2 separate regions of the Mus musculus genome follow, and region 2 is linked to region 1. Evidence: chromatin contacts called from public Hi-C data. All regions are on one chromosome and are shown on one strand. The core of a region is the stretch at or near the end of the contact, and the rest is flanking DNA. Distances in the headings are between cores, read along the strand shown. Region 1 overlaps G6pc2 (glucose-6-phosphatase, catalytic, 2). Region 2 holds the start of Abcb11 (ATP-binding cassette, sub-family B (MDR/TAP), member 11).

The links. A called contact is a pair of places that touch in the nucleus more often than the background predicts.
Region 2: a contact with region 1 is called in a Hi-C map of liver, with 1.9 times the contacts expected there. The contact joins the promoter of Abcb11 here to the enhancer-like site in region 1. A contact is called at or near these places in 2 of 39 promoter capture datasets (the C10 cell line and liver), 1 of 484 Hi-C or Micro-C datasets (liver) and 2 of 9 other capture datasets (adipose tissue and liver).

Annotation. Positions count from the first base shown.
Region 1 is chr2:69,225,469-69,228,902 of GRCm38.p6, forward strand. It overlaps G6pc2 (glucose-6-phosphatase, catalytic, 2), which reads left to right. Exons shown (of 5, transcript NM_021331.4): 4 at 344-459; 5 at 1,100-2,525. The coding sequence ends at 1,611. Among named protein-coding and RNA genes, the nearest start is that of G6pc2, 7.2 kb to the left of the region's middle. Within about 2 kb of position 1,678, at least 8 of the 459 cell types and tissues checked have an H3K27ac peak or open chromatin away from gene starts, as enhancers often do. A contact at or near this core is called in liver, where this site is marked.
Region 2 is chr2:69,341,087-69,344,520 of GRCm38.p6, forward strand. It overlaps Abcb11 (ATP-binding cassette, sub-family B (MDR/TAP), member 11), which reads right to left and starts at 1,530. Exons shown (of 28, transcript NM_021022.3): 1 at 1,431-1,530.

The sequences.
Region 1 (3,434 bases), core at 428-2,927:
CAAACAACCTAACTCTCCCCTCCCAGTGGCTATCAAATGCCAGTAGCTCCTCTGTTGGAGCAGGACCTCATGCTTACCTCCCTCTGCCTTATACTGGAACTTTGACTAAACACCTTCCTTTTGAACTTCATTAATATCTTAGGAACTCGCATTTTGGAATGTGAAGTCCCACATGAAACCCATTGAATCCTATAAAAGCATGTTCAAGGTGAAAGACTCTAGAATTGTGTTCCATCAGACCTGGAAGATTCCTGTAGGGAGGAAGACCAGGTTTCACCCACCTACTTTTATAGGTGTTACGAATTCTTTGCTATTCACACTTGTATCCATTCTTCCATCACAGACTGACCTGGTCCTTTCTGTGGAGTGTTTTCTGGTTGATTCAAATCAGCGTCTGCATCTCAAGAGTATTCATAGCCACACATTTCCCCCATCAGGTCATTCTTGGAGTGATTGGTGGTAAATATAGCCTCTTATATTCAGTAGTGTCATCACTTCACTTCACTTTGCCGCTTTGTAGCGTCAGACTCTCCCGGTCATCAGCTTTGGTTTCAGAGGTAGCTGAATCAAGACACGAACACAAATGCTACCCTGGGGGCTTCGGTGATTTAATAAGACCTTTCTCACGAGCCTCTGTGCACAGGATGACACAGTCTCTCTCAGTGGTGCAAATGGAGAACTGTGTGACGAGATGAGCTTTTCTGAGGTGTAACTGAAGTGGTCATCCAAACCATCATGTGCCTCCACCTTCTTTTGGGGGACCTCATAAGGACCCCAAACCCACAGCCAAGACACTCGGTTGCAGCTAAGTTCTTATTGCACGCATGGCTTAACCTCACCAGGTGGCAGCTTTGTATTGCTTAGTGTTTTGCCTGCAAAATGAGTTGTCACTCAGTGTTTCTGACTTTTGATTTATCCTTCTTGGCCAGTGTAGGTAGTTGAAAGACTATGGGACTAATCTGTTTTCAGTTTATGTCTTAAAACACTTTAGGAAATTGTTAGAACCTGGGTGTCTTAAACCCTCCCAGGTGCAGAGAGGAGGGGTTTCTGAAGGGCTCAGGGTCACAAGCTCATGTCAGTATCTCTTTCCAATCCCCAGGGATGCTAGTAGCCGAGGCCTTTGAACACACTCCAGGAGTCCACATGGCCAGCTTGAGTGTGTACCTGAAGACCAACGTCTTCCTCTTCCTGTTTGCCCTCGGCTTTTACCTGCTTCTCCGACTGTTCGGTATTGACCTGCTGTGGTCCGTGCCCATCGCCAAAAAGTGGTGTGCCAACCCAGACTGGATCCACATTGACAGCACGCCTTTTGCTGGACTCGTGAGAAACCTCGGGGTCCTCTTTGGCTTGGGTTTCGCCATCAACTCAGAAATGTTCCTTCGGAGCTGCCAGGGAGAAAATGGCACCAAGCCGAGCTTCCGCTTGCTCTGTGCTCTGACCTCACTGACCACAATGCAACTTTATCGCTTCATCAAGATCCCGACTCACGCGGAACCTTTATTTTACCTGTTGTCTTTCTGTAAAAGTGCGTCCATCCCCCTGATGGTGGTGGCTCTAATTCCCTACTGTGTACATATGTTAATGAGACCCGGTGACAAGAAGACTAAATAGAGCTGCAGTGCCCTGTGGTCTGAGGATCACCTACTTTCTGTTTTCCTCAATAGAGCCACAGCACAGAGACTGGGAGCGTCTCTACAGAGGTCACACCATGATGACCAAAGGTCCTGCTCCACCCACAGACATGTTTAGTCTGCTTTCCAAGTGGCATTTAAAAAATAACAGTATTTAACCAGAAAGTCCATATTTTCTTGACAAAACTGACAATACGGTAACATATGAGAGATGGTATAACCCATGTAAAGACAGTTGACAGGGGCTGGATGCTTACATTCCAGTTAGCAGAAAGACTCCTTCTAATCATAGTATTTAGCAGTCAACAAAACCCCCAGGAGCTGATGTTTCTATCATCTTAAAGTCTGGCTACTTCAGGCTCCTGTGGACCACTTAGAAGTGACCACGGTCTACTTTTACTTTTAGGAGTCAATTCTTTCAAAATTCTCATGTATCAGATAAGGAAATAGAGGTTTGTTCAGATCAAGTAACTTGACTGTAATAGTGCAGGGTTGAAACCAGAGTTGGAACACAAGGCTTCTGATACATATATCTCTATAAGAATGCTTTCTTTCTTTCTTTTTAGGGAGTTAAAAAAAAAGAGCAAATGCATGTATTTAAAATCTATGTTTGCCATCTAAAACACCCATGTTTTCAGAAATGGCATTGGAATGCTACATTCTGCTTGACTTATGCTCAGAGTACAGTGTCTTTTCCAGGCTAGCAATGGCTGTATATATTTCAATAAACGCTGCTGAAAACAACCCACTGGATTACTGTTCACCAGAAAAGCCTCATCTCTTCACTGGGGCATCCCCATGTTTTACTTCTAAGAGTCAAGTCTGTCAAAAATGAGGATAATCAAATTCTTCTACCTCAGAAAAAAATGATTAAATACTAGTGCATCGGACTAATCTCTGTGCTTTACTTCAGAAAAGTGTTATTTATGGGCTATTAATATACACCAACTTCTCAGTGAGATTGGTTTTTTCCTTCCCTCATTGAAATTCTAGACTCATTTGATAACTGTGTCTTTCTGATCAAGTTCAAAGATCATGAGTCTGATTGGCCTGTGATCTACTGCAATGCCGTAGGTAACTTCTCAAGAATACTATTGATGAGTTAGCTGCTTTTAGGTGATGATCGATTAAATAGGTCATCAATGTGTATGAAAACACACCAGTTGAAGGAAAGGCTATTTGATAGTAGTCATGGAAAATAATATATCTAACAGCTAATTATTGGCAGCTTTCCAAGTGTAATTATAGAAAATGAACTATTGCTTTTCCAAGACACTTTAACTAAGGTTCTCTTTTTTAACAGGCAATGGATTCCCTAAGCAAAACAAAACAGGGTGAAAAAAAAAAAAGCTTTTACTTCAGAATAAATCTATCCCATGTTTGTTGGAGCACTGGAGCAAAAGAAATAGAACAGGATGATTCTTGTTCATTTCTTCAGTGCTCTTTGCCATTGTCCCCATAAGGCTTCCGTAGTTCTCAGCACATTGTGTTCTTTCTGCCCAGTCCCATCTGCAAATGTAAGAGGCCTGCTTCCCTCTGAGCCTTTTTTCAAAACTTCCTGTGGAGTCAATAATCTTGAATCCTCTATCCCAGTACATTCTGAGCCTGCTTTTGCCTGGGCTGGGACTGAGGGGGCTGTGCCATCAATAGCTAGGAGATTCTGTTGCTGTGCCCGGCTCTGCCACACACTCCCTGTAGCTTCCCGCCCATCGAGGAGCTTTCTTCAGCTACTCCACACAGCTGTCTGTTAGATGGCATGTGATCCTCAGAAGGGAAATGGGATGAGGCACGGCGTATTTTCAA
Region 2 (3,434 bases), core at 280-2,779, 120 kb after region 1:
GATGGGGACGAATGAGGGGCCTCCGAGATACTCCAGATGAAAGGGGACAAACACAGGCTCCTGTGAGCCACGCAGGTACAGGACAAAAAGTCAAGGTCCTCCAGTTTCTTGTGTGCATCTCATGGTGGCCAAGGTGCTTTGTGACTTGGTGGAAATACCAGGCTAGAGCAGCACATGAATGGGCTGAACTTCTCTAAGGGCCTGGTCCACACTAACAGCTGAGTCTGGTATTGCAAATAAGAAGGAAGGGAGGGAGGGAGGAAGGGAGGGAGAGAGGGAGGAAGGAAGGGGGAGAGGGAGGAAGGAAGAAGAAATGGATTCTCAGAAGCTGGTCTCAGAATGAAGAATCCTACAATCCTACTGCAGTAAGAGCAAGGACCCCGCCGTTCCCCCTCCCTCTCTGAATCATGATTTTATTGAAATATAGTTATTACACTCATCATTTTGTTGTCTTTGGTTGCGTCATCGAGGATCTCTGACACAAAGTGAATGTTCCTGCTGCATTCACTCTCGGGCTCTTTACGGAAGAGCCTTCTGCACTGGGTGTCCTCTTCCCATCCCAGCCACACAAAGTCAGTTCAGAACAGTGGGGGAGTTCTCAAGGAGGTTACTTCCCGACTAAAATATTTAGTGTGCCAAACCTTGTAACCTGATTTACCCTAGTGGAGCTTCCGGAGGGGACAGAAGACAGGTGACAGAATTCATGGAAAACTACAGACCTTGGCTGAGGGAGAAGCATGGGCACTAGCCTGGGAAGGCTCTGGAATGTGCATATTCACCTTGGATTTGGGAGGAAAACCCAAAGTAGACAAGGGAAGGTGGAGAGGAGGGAAGAACACATAGAAGGCCCAGACCCCAGAGACAGAATAGGAGCAAGGGACGAAGGATGGACTCCCCACTAGGTCTGGGGAGTACAGGGCCATCTCTGGAGCAGCTGTCGATCCCTTGGTTCCTTGTGATCTTTAACCCTGGGGATTGGGGCTTTATCCTGAGAACAACGGAAGCTAGTGAGGGGTTAACACTTTAACATCTCCGATAAGTCTTGGGATTTTGTGATTATTAGTTCAAATCATGCTTCTATAATGCCAAGTTTAAAGGACATCTCTCTGGGGTTTTTATTTTGGGTGATCTCTTTTTTCAATCCATTCACCTAATTTTGCCACACACACACACACATTTTTGAGACAACTGAAGTACAAAATAGCACTGCTGTAAGACCGTTACCAGGCCTCCCTCACTGTATATAATACTAAGAAGTCAGCCATTTGTCTTCACACGTCTACCCAAGCACTGTAGCTTTACTGGATGACAAGGTTGGGCTTTTGGTAAATCTGAACCACAACCCTCCCCCATAAACTGAGACTACCAAATAAAACAGACTCGGAAAGCAAAGACTTAAAAAACGCCATAGGCAAATGAGAGTCACTTACCTACAGATGTGAATTTGAGGGAGCCAGGAGAAGCGAGAGACGCCACTGTGGAAAGTCAGGGTTGTACACCCCTTTCCAAGTTCAGTTTTCATGGTAATAAAGCATTGAACAGAAATCAGGCTTTTTTAAGAACACTATCTATTTGCTTATAGGTCAATGGCCTAAAGTCCAGATCTAGCACAGTTCAGTGACATGAGAGGAAAGGTCGAACATACTCAAAGCAGGAACCCAAACCCAGAGTGCGTGGGGACCTTCTGAGGGTATCAACAAGCTTTAGAAAATGCCCAGTTGCCCGAGAGTGGGGCCTCATGGTAGAGAGCCTGGTGAGAGGCCCGACTCTTCTTTTTTAAGCCCTAGGTTTTAAAAAGTAACTTTAAAAAAATCTAACAGGACCAAACTACTTCTTATCGTCTCTGCTCTATTTGAAGTGACCCTTGTGACATCCTGGGTTGCAGGCCCTCAGTGATCTGGAGCCAGCCCCAAAGTTTCATGGAGAATTGATAACATGCAATTGCCTTCTGCTCAGAACTCTGTGCACACAGATGACCCTTGAACTCTGGTCTGAGCAGTCAATAGCCTCAAGCTCTGCCCACTAGCTGCAGCGCTGTATAAGTAGAAATGCATTACTTTAAAAAACACATTCCCATTAACAAAACCTCAAAGCAAATAAGCTTAGAACTGGCTGTGACTTTTCGTATGCCTTCTTACTATTAATCTCCACATATTTCTTTAAAAAAACAAGTTTTACCATTTTTCTTCTTCATTAATTTCAATTGCATTGTATTATAAAAAGTAATATGGCCATATGATTCAAAATGCTATTTAGTTTTTATATTTCTTCCTGGAAAGGGGATGTAAGATTGTTACTGGACATGGGGTCCCAACTTGTGCTCCAAGTCAGAACCGATCAGCTGCCTTCTATAGGCCAATAAAATAGCCAAGTTAGTAATAGAAAGCAGAGAAAGGAGATTTATTCAGTGTTCCACATTGGGAAAAAAATACAGAGATCCAGTGTATATCCAGTTTTGGGCTCCTGAAATGAGACCAGAATTTAATTAGAACACCAAATGCACATCTTAGCAGTGCCAGTTAAAATATGATCCTGCCCACCACTGACTGGGCTTCAGGCTGGTTCCTGAAGTGGTCTACCAAGTTGTGAGACTTGTGTGAAGTCTCAAGAGACTAGTTCTTGCTCTGGCTGGTATCTCTTTCTTCTCCCAGAGTGAGATTCCTGAGGAAATTTCAATTTGGAGGTGGGAGGACCAGATTCACTACAGTAGTCTGATGGTCAGATGGAGAGACACATAGCATCTCTTTACACTATCTTCATTTCTTCCAGGCCAGAGAGAGGACAAGAAAAAAGGCTGAGCTTGCAAGACTGTGGTTCTTAAAGCATACCCACCACACCAGAGATGGCTACTGAGCATAAAGGTTACAATACAGTGGTATGCATGCTTACCTAAGAAGGTGAAGGTAGGCCAAGAACAGTTTTCAGAATCAAGGAGATGAATTGCAGACAGACTGGAATGTTAGCCCTGTGGCTCAGAATAATAGGAATGGTTTTGTGGAGAAGTCTTCCACCAACTATCAACTCTTGTTTGGTTATTATAGCCCTGCAGATCAAAATGAATTGGAAAAACTCAACACCAATTATCTAACACAACATAATTGGCTGTACTTTGGTAGAGTAGGGAGGTTTAACTCATTACAGAGAGAAGCAAAAGGAACTGGCTTCATAATTAGGTTCTAGCACTTGCTTCTCGATTTAGCTATGGTAATGATGCTTGCTCTACTGGCTGGTTTTGTGTGTCAACTTGACACAAGCTGGAGTTATCACAGAGAAAGGAACCTCCCTTGAGGAAAGACCTCCATAAGATCCAGCTGCAAGGCATTTTCTCAATTAGTGATCAAGGGGGGAGGGCCCATTGTGGGTGGTGCCTTCCCTGGGCTGGTAGTCTTGGATTCTAGAAGAAAGCAAGCTGAGCAAGCCAGGGGAAGCAAACC